Regions from separate parts of the Gasterosteus aculeatus genome. Here region 1 is linked to region 2. Evidence: chromatin contacts called from public Hi-C data. All regions are on one chromosome and are shown on one strand. The core of a region is the stretch at or near the end of the contact, and the rest is flanking DNA. Distances in the headings are between cores, read along the strand shown. Region 1 overlaps rptor (regulatory associated protein of MTOR, complex 1). Region 2 holds the start of LOC120825716 (endonuclease V).

Region 1 (3,546 bases), core at 311-2,810, 96 kb after region 2:
ATCTTGTTGGATAGAACATAGAGCCATCTTCTGTACCGGTTTTAGATGTAAAACAATCGAGTTTGACGCCTTCCCGTCATACATGCTGTTTTCCAGGCGCGTTACAAACAAAGTCTGGACCCCACGGTGGACGAGGTGAAGAAGCTGTGCACGTCACTGAGACGCAACGCCAAAGAGGAGCGAGTCCTCTTCCACTACAACGGCCACGGCGTGCCACGGCCGACCGTCAACGGGGAGATCTGGGTTTTCAATAAGGTACCACAAGCGAGTAATATGCTCTTCCATTTCTACACCGTAGCCCTGGACTTCTAGAACCGCAGGCTTTTTTTAACGAGAGCCGGCTCTCGTAAACTGACTCGTGGTCAAGGCTTGTGATGTGGACATGAGTAGTGTCCTCTCATTCATTCATAAACAAACGCAAGCTGTACTACTAGTATGTGAGAGCCGGCAGACTTAAATAAACTAGATTGCACTGCGGCTAGAAATGACATCTCGTCTCTCTCCCTCTTTCAGAACTATACCCAGTACATCCCGCTGTCCATCTACGACCTGCAGACATGGATGGGGAGCCCCTCCATTTTTGTCTACGACTGCTCCAACGCGGGAATCATTGTCAAGTCGTTTAAACAGTTCGCCCTGCAGAGAGAGCAGGAACTGGAGGTGGGCAACTGCAACAACACAGCAGCCACACAATTGTTGTAGGGTTGGTAATGGGAACAAAAGAAAAAACATTTTTAGACTTCTGACAAACAAGTGTTGCGTGCAGACAAACGCAGTGAAAGCAACTGCTGGTATTGAGTTATTCATGGAAGAGATAAAACTATTTATTTGTTCTTGTCTTTTGTTGTGGGGTTTATCCTGTGGTTTCTGGTTCTTTGCATCAAAGACACAATATCCGTTTTGAAATAGTATACTATCATGCTTGTACTTTTATTTTTCATCATAGGAAATTGGGTATTTCATTATTTGTTCGCCAGTGGCCTTATTTATTCATCAGGGTTATAACCATCAGTGTTCAAATGAGTCTGATTCATAACCAGTAAAAAGTAAAAAAGTGACTTTAAAAGCAAAAATGTCACGGCTTAACTTCATTTTTGATTGTTAGTTATGAAAACAGTCCCCAGATAAATGCGAGTGGGGGAGTTCCTTAAGAAATTCAACTTTTCCACCGGAGTGCTTTCACTTCTCACCGCCTCACACAGGAAGCGCACAATGGGGCGAGGTAATTGAAGATAAAGAAAGAGACAATCCATTTTTTTTAATCATGCAAGATGTGATCCAAGCAAGGAGTCCCCCACCTCGCCCACGCCCTCCTGCTCCTGCATCCCTCTGCTGTGACACGACGTACACACACACACCCCCTCCCCAACCAACACACATTGTCAGCACACTTTTAAATAGACACACTTGCTGGGTGAACAAGATTCCCGCAGCACGACAGGCCTAATCTCAACAGGGACTATTACTTGGAGATGCAGATGAAGACCCAGAACACGTGATTGCTGAAGGGGATGATATGAAAGGAGGAGGCGGTGTTTCAACACTCCTCCACAGCACAATATCAACCTTGTCCTGCAGTCCATTCAGCCAGTTAGTGTGTGTGTGTGTGCGCTCTGAGTGCTCTATTATAGGGCCACCTGCTTCTTTTTAATATCTATTCACTTCCTGCGTGCACTTGCTCACTGCATTAGCTGCAGGGCTTAAAGAGATGTGTCTGTGCGTCTATACTGCACCTTGCAGCACTCACAAGGACACACTTGGACTTTTGTGCTGTTGAGCTTGGGTGTGTGCTTTGTTTTTGTGTGTGTGTGTGTGTTTTGCTGCTTCGATGTTTGTTGCTGTTGGTTCCTGGATGCTTACATCAGGCTCCTTCTATCGAACGAATGAATAATTAATGCTAATGCCGCAGAAGGCATTGCTTGATTAGAGTTGGCTTTTGGTGGCTTTCAGTTCACGTGCATGACGGCACGTGATTATTTTTCCCGTCTGGAATCCCACCTGTAAGATTAGTCTCATCCGTTGGTGTCACTTTTCAAAAAGGGAAGGAATTCTCCGTAATTAAATCGCGCCCTGGTTTTTCCGGCGGAGAAGAGAGAAAAGAAGGCTGTCGTGGTTATTCTCATGGTAATTTGTGAGATTACAGTATGCTAATAGGATAATTACAGTGGACGCTTATGAATCAGCCTCTGCTGGCAATGCTGTCGTCGTATTTTCCATTCGGATCGCTGTGGCGCCGCCACACACCCGATTCAATTGCTTTCTCTGAGGGGACGATGTTCTTCTGAGGTTTACCCAGCGAGAGGCTTTAGGAACGTACGCCGCTTTGTTTGTGTGTGTCTGCCTCTCGGCGCGAGTCAACATTTTCCTTATTAGACAGGAAGAGAGAGAAAAGGAATTGTGTTCCAAGAAGATTGGCAACGAGCAACAAGCCCCTGATGCCTGCAAGGCTTTCAAAGAGAAATGAAATATGCATGTTGATAGAAAAAAAGAGATATGCACAGTTGCATACGTTATCTCAATCCCCCGACCTCCCCCCATTAATTAAGATTATTCTATGGGTATTTTTAATATGATTTATTCATGTCTGTGCAGTAAATACATAGGGTCTCCCATTGAGATCTGAGCCTCAGCTCCCGCTACCTTTTTCCCCTCCACTTATAACATAGTCAACCAATGAGTTATTGGAGTAGCACCGAGCAGGAGGGCTGTGCAGTATATACATTACATAAATCTACAGCCTCAACATAAGCCAGTTTAGGCAGTTTGCTCAGCTAAACCGGAAACCTTAATGAATATTTCAATGACTGCTGTTTTCATTGCTTTTTTTGTGTGTTTTTACTTTTTGAAGTGATTTTTCACAATCTACAGTAGAAATCGTACATTCCTGTTTTGCTTTTTTATCCAGGCACCCTGCTGGATCTCTTGTTGTATTCGTTTGCTCGTCTCATCCGCTCATTGACTCGATCCATCCTGTGGACGCAGAAAGACGAGGACGTCCCCTCAGTGCTCGCCTCAACTTGCATCCGATGCCAGGCTGCGGCACCAAGCAGGCCGAAGCAGTAGTTTCCATCCAGGAGCTCTGCTTGTGGCTGTGTTCAGGCTCTTGTGTTCTCACACATGCGCATATTGCTTATATATATGATTGCGTGTGTTCTTTTGACGGTGTACATTGATTGCCGGGGCTTTTAGTGTACTCTAACTATCTGTGCCAGACGCATTGATTGTTTCTCACACTCTGCTCAGCTTTGGTACATGCAAACACAGAAAGAGTTTTAGCACTTTAAACGATATTTTCCGCTGCAGTTCTCTTTTCAAGGTGTCTTTCTCTTAGCAGTTTGCAGTATCAACGAGGTGCGAGCAACCAGGGTTTCAGACAAAGACACTGGACGACTGGGGAAAGGGTTTAAACTGCCAACCACGCCGTCAAGGGACGGCTCGAAAAATCCAGAATCATCTGGAAAATCTGAGTGTTGAAAACTGGTTCTGCCTCGGAACCGGTTGCAAATTTGACTTTTATAAATTATAATTATAAACCAGAAGTGGAAA
Region 2 (3,303 bases), core at 291-2,790:
CTTTCACCACTTTCCACCATAAATACTTCCTATATTGACCCTTTGAGGTAAATACATGATATTATCCTGGTTTCCTGGGACAGAATATAATGAACAGCAGACAATAATCACAGTACATTTAAATAATCATTATTTTTGTGACTAAACAAATAATAATCTGAAATTGAATATTTGCGAACTAGGATTAGGACTGAAGTTGGTTAAACGATTTTACTTGGTGAAAATAAAAAATAATATATATAGTATATAATTGTATAGGTTTTCTGGAGCAGAGCTTTTTGACCACTGAAACCTTTAGTTAAGTTTTAGTTAATTTAGACTGAATTTCAAACTATATCAAATGCCAAATTGCCAAGATTTTGCTGTACAAATTGTATTTTTTATTTGAAAAAAACAAACATCTTCGTGAGTCTTCCTCCAGTTTCTAATCACCACATCTGCTCCTTTTACTTTAAATGGCTTCTTAAGAATCACGAAAATGGGTTTCATGTTTGCTGCAACTCCGGAACGATTAAAGGAAAGTAATCTGTGAGCAATGACCTGAATCTTTTCCTTTCACGTCCCTGTTTTTCAGCTTTTTCTCACTACATTTTGTCAGTTCTGCTGTCAGCGCTTTCGTCTACACGCGCGGTGCTGTTGACTTTCTGAGGTTAAGATCAAAGCATAGAAAAGGATCAAAAGTAGCTGAGACTCTTGCCGGTCAGACATCGCAAGATCACACTGTTTTGAAGTAATACTGTTAATCTGATTAAAATGATGTCTGTGGAGCAGGAAATGGCATTTTTTAGGCTAGGCAATAATATGAATGCGGGTGTGATTATCTGCTTCAAAGACACACATGATGAAATACAACAGTGGTGTTGCTGTGTAAATCCATATAATTTGTCCAAGAGGTGAAACAAAAAGAATAGCAGAGCTAAGAGGTCAGTGTGACCTGTCAGTCTCAGTCCAGGCAGACTTCTTGTTTTACATTGTTAACCTACAATTTGTCCCAGCATGCCTCTCCTTTGCCAAGCCTTGCTGGTCTTATAGATCACTCATCCTCTCTTGTGTGTAGTATTTTCTGCATTATCAGTTGAATTGGGATTTTGATTGCAGACAAACGATGCATTTATGATCTTAAAACAGAGTACTTATCTGCGTCTCTGTATTTCTGTGCTCAGTTTCTTGTCTCTGTTGTCTCGCCCCAAAATCTGTCCCCTTATCAGATGTTTATTCTTCTTAAAATTGCTGAATGATCACTGAACATGGTATCAGAGCAGTTTTATTCACATTATCGTAATGTGAATCTATGACATGCTTATGCCAGATGTAGTGAGTCACAGAAGCTATTTTAGATGCACTATATTGGCATTATCCCTTTTTGTCATATTACATTTGAGCTACTTTTAGTCCTCTAAATAGGTCACATAACTGATACAGAATAATATTACCAGAAACGAAATTCCTTAATTACTCTTTAGGTAATTGTTTTTTTTTATTATGATACATTGAGCTGCGGAGTCGGAACTTGTTCTGTTAATACAATTAACCCTCGTGACCACTAGATGGCAGTATGAGCGCGCGCAGCTGTGCTGCGAGACGCAGGACGCGCCCTCGCTGTGACGTCAGAACGCGGAAGCAAAACAGTGCCACAACACGGGGAAGGTACTGCTGTCAATTATTATGAGTTTCTTAAAAATATTCTTTACCCCCCGTCCTGATTGTGTAATTGTATCGGACTGAAGCAGATGTCTGCTCCTCCCGGAGAAGATCTGGTCAACCAATGGGAGAGGTCAGAGGGCCGACACACACACACACACACACACACACACACGCTCCACAAGGTGCTGGCAGGTGTTGCTGCAATGTGTGTGGCTCTGTGCCATCAGTCCCCAGCAGCCATTGATTTGTGAGTTTGTAATGACAAGGCCAGTGGTAACGCCGTGATTCCGGATTATCCAGGGTGTGTGTGTGTGTGTGTGTGTGTGTGTGTGTGTGTGTGTGTGTGTGTGTGTGTGCGTGTGCGTGCTGGGGGACTGTATAAATCCATCTGAGGACGGTGTGTGTGATCCCTGTGTGGAGAAGTAGGCAGAACTTCTGTTGATGATATTGACATTGTACAAATTGGGAAAAAGGAAAACAAATGTATATTTACTAAACAAAAAAACATTCCCGGCTTACAGTTTTTTTTTATAGCAGAAGTGTCTTAAACAGTCAATTCTATACATTGGAATTATTTCCTGTTATTTGGAGAAATCAAGCTACTTATTTAACTTTGATTTACAAAAATGTTATACCCTTTTTATTGACAACTGTTTTCATTGAGACCCCAAATTCTCCCAGCAGAACTAGACAGCACTATCCAAACTCTCCACATGTCCTGAGTAACAAAATGTAACAATCTTACTTTCTAAACTATGGGGTATGTTTGTTATTCTGTTAAAAAACATGTTGGACTCAGGAGTCTGTCGTCTTGTCCAGCGAGCAGGCCCGTCTCAGACTGCAGGTGGTGGAGGAGGACACCGAGGACTGGCAGCGAAGCCCGGACTTCTCGGGCCTGGAGAGAGTCGGAGGAGTGGACCTGTCTTTTATTAAAGGGGATGAGGTCAACGCCTGCGCCCAACTGGTGGTGCTCAGCTACCCCGACCTGGAGGTGAGACGTCCCCTTGTGGATGTAAAGAAATGGGAGCTTCCACCCTCTGATGGGGAACTTTTTAAAACTAAAAATCGATCCTGCTCAGGCTTCAACCTGTCCGATAATTCTGCTTATGACTTTAATTGTTTACTTGTAACTGGCTGAACCTTTCCTTGTCACATCACATTACCCGTGTGGGAGGTGAATGTAACGTTTCTTAGCCTGCGCACGGCCATGAGACGGTACAACCGTAATGGAAGACATGCGGAATCGTAGTTTTGGTTCGTTTTTGTGGCGAGATACGGTGGCTAATTATGCGACAGACACCCCGAGTGCTTCGGTCCGTACTGACTCATACGTATGAGGAGACTACTAACTTATCTTTGAACTCATATTTGTAATTTTGGGTCATTTGCGCATTGGCATTTATAAATTATTAAACAAATTAAACTGTTGTCACGCATCATGGAGAGCATACGGGGAATGAGACACTGTGTTTTTAATACTCTGCTATTGAAATGGACGCATTGCAATCGTACACGGACCATATGTGCACTATACTATTGGGAAAACGTTAACACAAACATCAAACATTCAGACTCAAAGGGGCCTTTGAATGTTATTGATTCACTTAGTTACCCCCCCCCCCCCCCCACCAACCCCAATGGGTGTGATGAATTTTAATG

What was found. A called contact is a pair of places that touch in the nucleus more often than the background predicts.
Region 1: a Hi-C map of tail fin shows a contact between it and region 2, with 2.5 times the contacts expected there. The contact joins the enhancer-like site here to the promoter of LOC120825716 in region 2. A contact is called at or near these places in 2 of 6 Hi-C or Micro-C datasets (skeletal muscle and tail fin).

Annotation. Positions count from the first base shown.
Region 1 is chr9:13,320,246-13,323,791 of fGasAcu3.hap1.1, forward strand. It overlaps rptor (regulatory associated protein of MTOR, complex 1), which reads left to right. Exons shown (of 36, transcript XM_078108937.1): 5 at 97-255; 6 at 514-660. Among protein-coding and RNA genes, the nearest start is that of rptor, 33 kb to the left of the region's middle. Within about 2 kb of position 1,561, at least 2 of the 9 cell types and tissues checked have open chromatin away from gene starts, as enhancers often do.
Region 2 is chr9:13,224,378-13,227,680 of fGasAcu3.hap1.1, forward strand. It overlaps LOC120825716 (endonuclease V), which reads left to right and starts at 1,541. Exons shown (of 10, transcript XR_013468781.1): 1 at 1,541-1,647; 2 at 2,464-2,635.